Linked DNA regions of Mus musculus: region 2 is linked to region 1. A link is a contact called in public HiChIP or PLAC-seq data. All regions are on one chromosome and are shown on one strand. Each heading gives the region's core, a stretch centred on a gene start, on an enhancer-like site or on the middle of the called end of the contact. The rest is flanking DNA. Distances are from core to core; before and after follow the strand shown.

Evidence for each region. HiChIP or PLAC-seq counts read pairs in DNA pulled down with a chosen protein or histone mark.
Region 2: an H3K27ac HiChIP or PLAC-seq map of embryonic stem cells shows a contact between it and region 1, with 2.4 times the contacts expected there. The contact joins two enhancer-like sites. A contact is called at or near these places in 1 of 115 datasets of contacts at active chromatin or transcription factors (embryonic stem cells) and 1 of 9 other capture datasets (embryonic stem cells).

Annotation. Positions count from the first base shown.
Region 1 is chr11:25,472,663-25,476,172 of GRCm38.p6, forward strand. No RefSeq gene overlaps it. Among named protein-coding and RNA genes, the nearest start is that of 4933427E13Rik, 150 kb to the left of the region's middle. Within about 2 kb of position 1,534, at least 2 of the 459 cell types and tissues checked have an H3K27ac peak or open chromatin away from gene starts, as enhancers often do. A contact at or near this core is called in embryonic stem cells, where this site is marked.
Region 2 is chr11:26,098,087-26,101,596 of GRCm38.p6, forward strand. The region is part of intron 1 of 5730522E02Rik (RIKEN cDNA 5730522E02 gene); the gene reads right to left. Among named protein-coding and RNA genes, the nearest start is that of Mir6372, 100 kb to the right of the region's middle. Within about 2 kb of position 1,580, at least 8 of the 459 cell types and tissues checked have an H3K27ac peak or open chromatin away from gene starts, as enhancers often do. A contact at or near this core is called in embryonic stem cells, where this site is marked.

The DNA of each region.
Region 1 (3,510 bases), core at 284-2,783:
AAGGTGAATAGTGCGCTCCAAAGACATACACAAGCCTCACGGTAAGATTTGAATTCCATACCTTCACAAACGCCCCTACTGTGATGGAGTGACTCACAAGAATTCTGTCCTTATCAATCCAGATCTCATTTAACTCAGGCTGTGTGCCTTGTTCAGTTACCTGCTGCTGAACTCATAGAATTGTATGTTCCTGTCTTCTAGTGGACAGTTGACTCATGGGATTAAAGATCCAGTAGCAGAACAATTTTATCATTAGCAAATGATGCCATGAAACACAGATAATCGATTGTGGACTTCTGCTCAAAATTGGCTATCAAGTTTCTTGGTGACTGTTTTATTGATGTGAGGAGTCATCATGACCAAGCCAATTTTATAATTGAAAGCATATTTTATTGGGGCTGCCTTGTAGTTTTAGAGGTCTAGTTCATTATCATTATGGTAGAAAGCCTGGCAGCACACATGGCACTGGAGCAGTTGATGAGAGTTATACCCTAGTTCATAGGGATGGAGGAGAACATAAACTGGGCTTAGCTTGGGTTTTTGAAAAACCTCAAATTCCAGCCTCAGTGGCACACTGAATCCAACAAGGACACATCTCCTATTACTAATACTTCCAAATAGTGTCTATGGGAGTCTTTCTTATTCAAACTACCACATTCCATTCCCTAGCTCACAGGTTTATAGTCATGCCATAATTCAAATATGCATTCAATTGAATTTCAAAAGTATCAATAACTATTTACAATCTCAACACATTTAAAGTCCAAAGTATCTCTGAGACAAATATCAATCTCTTAACTGTCTCCTCCTATAAAATCAACCCTCAAAAGCAGATTAGATATTTCCAGCATACAATGGCACATAATCTACATTACATTTCCAAAAGGAGGGAAAGTGAACAAGGAAATACTGGATCAAATTAAGATGAAAAGCCAAATGGGTAAACTCCAAATTCTACATCTCCAGTTCTTATGTCAAAGCACTGTTCAGATCTTCAACTCCTTCCATATTTCTTGCTTGTAATGTACTTCTCTTTTAGTCTGGTTCTATTCTTCATTTGCAGGAGGTATCCCTGGCTAGCCTCCCTCTCCCACCCGTGAAACACTTTCTCCAACTAAGCCACACCTACTTCAACAAGACCTCACCTCCTAATCCTTCTAACTCTTTCAAATAGAGCCACTCCCTTTTAACTAAGCATTCAAATATATGAGTCAATGAAGGACATTGATATTCAAACCACCACATGGAGGGATGGGGTTTTGTCCCCTGCCAACAGCAGTGCTCTGGTAGCGCTAGGCTATCTAGATTGTGATGTTAAAATATTGCAGATAGCCTCAAAGTAGAGAGAAAATATCCATGAATACTTGTGCTTAATTATCTACCTATATTTGTATAGCACCCCATTCTACAATTTAACAGATTAAAACAGCAAATGCCTTTTTTTTTTCTTTTACAGCTTTTTGAAGGACCTTAACTGGATTACTCCATTTTTTTTTAAGCCTATGCTAATTTGAAGGTTAGTATAAAAACAGAGGTTCTACCTTGGCAGTGAGTCACACAAAGTGAAGGTTAGCAACTAGGCCTCTAGGAGCTGTTTGCTAGTAATCTACATTTCTTTCATGGAGATCTTCCTCATAATCCAGCAGTGGGCTTTTGTGTTTCCTGTGATCAAAGATAACAATGTAGACAGAAAGACAGAAATGATTGATTGACTGATATATAGGTAAATAGATTCAGGGATATTAAATAATTTCTGTACAACTTGTACTCCAAAAGTATTTACCATCACTTTTATTTTCCAGATTTGTTGCACATAGCAACTACAATGGGAGTCAACTAGAAAGCTGGTTACTATAGTATCATATTAATTAGGTATGTGTGTAATGACTGTGGAAGCAAAAGTAATGGCATGTGCTGTTGTTGGTTTTCTTAATTAATCATAATCACCTAATGGAGGTGACTATATAATCCCATGCAAATAAGATTGTTGCCTTGTCATATTGACCATAAAACTAAGAAATCCTTTTCCTTTAAAATTATTATTCAATGTGTGTGTTCTGTTTCTTTCTACTTATTCAGATGCCCCTTTCTTACCTCGTTAGCACACACCTATCAAATGATGACTACATAGCCTTGGTTGACTCTTAAGCACACTATAGATGTCCATGCAAAGGACATATGGAATATGAGTTAAAGATCTCTGCCTATTGGAGATCAAGAGAACAAATGAGAAGGGATGGGAACATAACAAAATGTTTCCATAGCCAGAGATAATACTATAAAACTTTTGAATAAAGTGATTTCATTCTGGAAAACTAACTAGATTCAACTGGAGTCTTGATTTCTGACCTCTTCTCCCCTTAATGGACTTTAAACTAATTAATTAGATTTACTCTGAAATCAAAGGTGACATTGCAACATCTCATAATGCTAAATGGCATTAGTGCCAAAGCTAAACAAGATGTTTTTGTTTCTTTTGCGTATTCCTTGGGTAACTTTTAGGTAGTGTAAGAACCAAAATATTGATGTTTATTATTATGTTATTTATTGATGTTATTATGTTATTATGTTTGTTTTGTGTAGAAAAATATGTGGATATTGTCCTTTTCAAAGAGCTCAGTCTGCTGGGTAGTTTTATGTCAACTTGATACAATCTAAAGAAATTTGAAAGGAAGGAGCCATAATTAAAGACACGCCTCCATAAGATTGGACTGTAGGCAATGCTGTGAGGCATTATCTTAACTACTGATTGATGTGGGAGGGTCAAGTTCATTGTGGGTGGTGCTACCCCTGGGCTGGTGGTCCTGGGCTCTACTTGAAAGCAGGCTGAATAAGCCATGGAAAACAAGCCAGTAAGCATCACCCCTCCATGGTCTCTGCATCAGCTCCTGCCTCCAGGTTCCTGCCATGTTTGAGGTCCTGTCCTAGTATCTTTCAATGATGACTATAGAGTGACAGTGTATGCCAAATAAACCCTTTCCCTCCCCAAGAAGGATCAATAGAAAATCTAACTAAGACAGCTCTACAAAATTTAAGTACCACTGTATACTTTTGCAAATAACCAAAGTCTAGATCACTTAGAAAATGACTAAAATTTGGAGCAATGAAAAACATCCTTCATTCCTTATGGGTGTATAAAAGAAGACATATTGATAATTTTCAACTAATATACCTTAGCCATTATAAATCTTAGTATTTAGTCCAAAGACCTGAGGAACTCCATCTGTATGGAGCCTGCATGTGTCCTGGCAGAGGTATCATGCACCTTTAATCCCAGCACTTGGGAGACAGTCAGGCAGAACACTAAGTTCAAGACTACACTGGTCTAAAGAGAGAGTTCTAGGATAGTCATGTCTGTAATACAGAGAAACCCTGTCTCTGGAGAGAAAAAAAATGGTTATGATACTTTATTTCTAATTGCCGAACGTGAAACAAATAAGGTATCCTTCATAGGCAAATGTGTTAAAATTTTCTGGGATGTGCATAATAGGTCCCAGAAATGAAATAATG
Region 2 (3,510 bases), core at 330-2,829, 630 kb after region 1:
ATATCCATATGTATATGAGAGGTAGTCTCCCTGTTCCTAGAGTAAAGGTACGCAGCATCCATCAACACACACACTCACAGTGGTGAGGCTGAGCAGTCAGGCCTAGGCTCCCTCAGGTTAATGCCAACAGAACCACACACACTGCACACCAATCATCAAACAGTGCAAAATAGAGACATAGCTATTTCTTTGAGTCGTTCTTTCCTCTTGAAGTCTCCTATGCTACATAAAACCTGTATTAAATAAATACATATGCTTTTCTCTCCCAAGTCCATGATTCTTTATAGGCACCTCAACCATGAACCTTTGATATGCAAGTTGATTCCACCTGTTCTGTGACCATAATCAGAGGGACATTTATTATTAACATCCAAAAACACTTAATTTTAAAAATACTACCCATTTTAAAGATAAGGTTACTTTTAATATCAGGTATAAGTTTTAACACGATTTTAATTTTGGTTTTTCATTTTGACCATGGATTCTTACTTTTCTTTTTTCTTGTCTTGTCTTGTCTTATCTTTATTCTCTGTGGGTGTCTGCAGAATGAATGTGTGTGTGTGTGTGTGTGTGTGTGTGTGTGTGTGTGTGTGTCTGTGTGTGTGTGCTGTATGAGGGTACAATTTCCTCTGTGTGTGTGTGTGTGTGTGTGTGTGTGTGTGTGTGTTCAAGCGCACGTGCGCCCATGTATAAAAGACTAACTACATTTGGCTTTGTGTGTGTGTGTGTGCACGTGTGTAAGAGGTTACACTTTCCTGGTGGGTGGGTGTGAGAGGCCAGAGATCCACATCAGAGTATGTTACTCAATCATTTCTACATCTTATTCTGAGACAGCATCTCTCTGGACAAAATCTTACCCCATCTGCTAGATGAGCCCTAGGATGTCTATCTGCCTCCTATCCCCACCCATCACTGGCGTTACTGATTCAAATGTGGGGTGCTAAGATCTCAACTTAGGTACTGGAGCTTTCAGATCAAGAACCTTACCACCTGATCCCAGCCAGTTTTCTCTTTGTAGCTGAGGCTAGCCTGGAACTCATCATCCTCCTGTCTCAGTAGCCCATCCCCCCAAGCGCCCAGTCCTGGAATCACAGGAATGTACTACCACACCCAGGGTTATTGTTAACTTTTTGTTCTTTCTAGGCTGTTTTGAAAATGTCTGAAATAAGAACCAGAGAGAGAGAGAGAGAGACCATTATAAAAGCAAAAAACAAAACTAAATTTAATGATGATCAAAATTTTAAAAGAGCATGAGTATATTTAAGGGGCAAAACTTTGCAATTAAGTATTTGGAGCTAAAGGAATTATATTACCTTTCAGTTAGCCAGACAAAGCTGTTAATCAGAGTTGCATAGTCTGGTCCTTTTCTGTTAATGACAATTTTGGAAAATTTAATATCAATTACATTGAAGTTTGTCACAAAGATAACATAAGGTTGCTATAAAACGTATTTATGTAGAGAATTTTGAAGGAATGTGGAGATTGCTAATTGAGCTAAAAGTGAAGAGGCAGTGATTATGTTGAGTGCTGCTTGTTTCATAACTAGCCAAGAGTTAAAAAAAAAAAAAAAAAAAGGCTGCTATGGCAGTGATTAACCTTCAGTCCTTGCAGGGTAGGATCTGGGCTGGACCAGGAAATGGGAAAGATGCACCATAGAGAAAAACAGCAACTCCCTTCTGAAACTTCTTAATCCAAGTAGCCAATTGCTGGTTGTCATTGCATTAATCTAATTATAACTCTCTCCTATTGAATTTAAAAATACATGAAATGAGTGGGGAAAAAATAGCAACGTGTAAAAAATCAAAGGCTTCTCTAGTTAATGCTACATTCAAAGGTAATTACTTAACACAGGCAAAGCCGAACCACACAACCTACAATTCTAGAACTTTCTATAGGCCATTTTTCTTCTCTTTTAAATAAAAGAAATTCCTTTCATTTTGTCAAGAAAACTTTTCTCTACCTCACTACTGCCTGACAAGGGAACAGATGGCAATTTAAGGGGAGAATTTATGAGAGCCACAATCTTAATGTTGCATAAAGGAAAGAAAAAGACTCGCATCAAAACCACTGACAAATGTACTCGCTAATATTAATGCACTCCCCATTCATCCAATATGCTTCCTAATTGCTTTTCTGTACATAATAATGTGGCACCTGCTGCTCAACATTGCAAACGCATCAGGATTTCTCCAAAGTCAAACAGCTCTGCAACTGGCCCTCTCCCAGTGATAAATGTAGACCACTGTATCACGCACAGTTCCTGTCAGTGGCATAATTAAAATTTTATACTTACAGAAAAAGATAGTAAACAATCAGTTCTTAAATGGATTCACAAGAGGAACTCTCGTTACAGCCAACTTCATAATTAGCATGCATCATGTGCTGCTAACATATCCATGACAAGAGGAGGGGAAAATTGGGAACTTGAGTTGTTCCCTTTAATGCTATGTTAAAGTACAAGAAAAATAAAACAGCCTACAGTGACTGTACCACAGCACCATGATTCTTCCCTCAAACTAACACATAATGTCCCCCATATAACTAGTCTATGCTTCCTTAAGTGACGGAACATGAGATTACAGTAGGATGCAGAAAACTTGTATGCTCATCAATCAGTAAAGGCATGACCTCGACTTCCACAGTATTGGGTGGTACAGGAATATAGAAGCTACAGCTTCCTGGCCAAGTGCAGCTTTCAGGTTGTACTGGTAAAACTTGCAAATTGAAAATGGATTTACCTGTTTAAATACTTGAAAGAATAATAGTATTTCATGACAAATGAAAGATGTTATGAAATTCAAATGTGTCTACAAATAAAGTTTTATTGGAACACACTCATGCTCATCCATTTATGCATAGTCTATGGCTAACCTCTTGCTACAAGGGTATAGTTGAGAAGCTACATTACACACCATGCAGCTGGCATAGCTTAAAATATTTATTCTCGGTTTCTGTACAGAAAGAGTTTGCTGACCCCTGATCTATAGCAGTTATAGTCTATAAATCTATGTAACTGGAATGTGTCGTTATTTATATGTGTATGCACACCTAAACAATTAGTGATCAATGAGATAAAAGCAGGGTTAACACAGGCTTATGCCTATGTGGGTTCACATGTATAAGAGAAAGGTTAACAATTACAATTCAAAGTATAATTAAATATTAATGTCTGATTTGTGATAAGAATCTAATTATATTAATTAACTATGTGGGCTTTTATCTTGGCTATAATTAAATCTAGTAAATGTAGTCTTTTGCTTTTGTATCTAAACACTGTATGTTTCTTATGTCTATGAAGCGTCTGTTTTGATTTTAAAAAGAAAGAAACTATAGCAAAATAATAGTAATTTACTTACATCATTCAAAGTTCTACTCATGAGAGATTTAGTAAAACAGCACCACTTTTTAAAGCTATCACTATGCTTTTCAAAAGTTATGTGATAAAATTGCTTAAAGTTACAAATACAATCGACATACAGAAATACATACACAAATATGCCAAGAACTGTA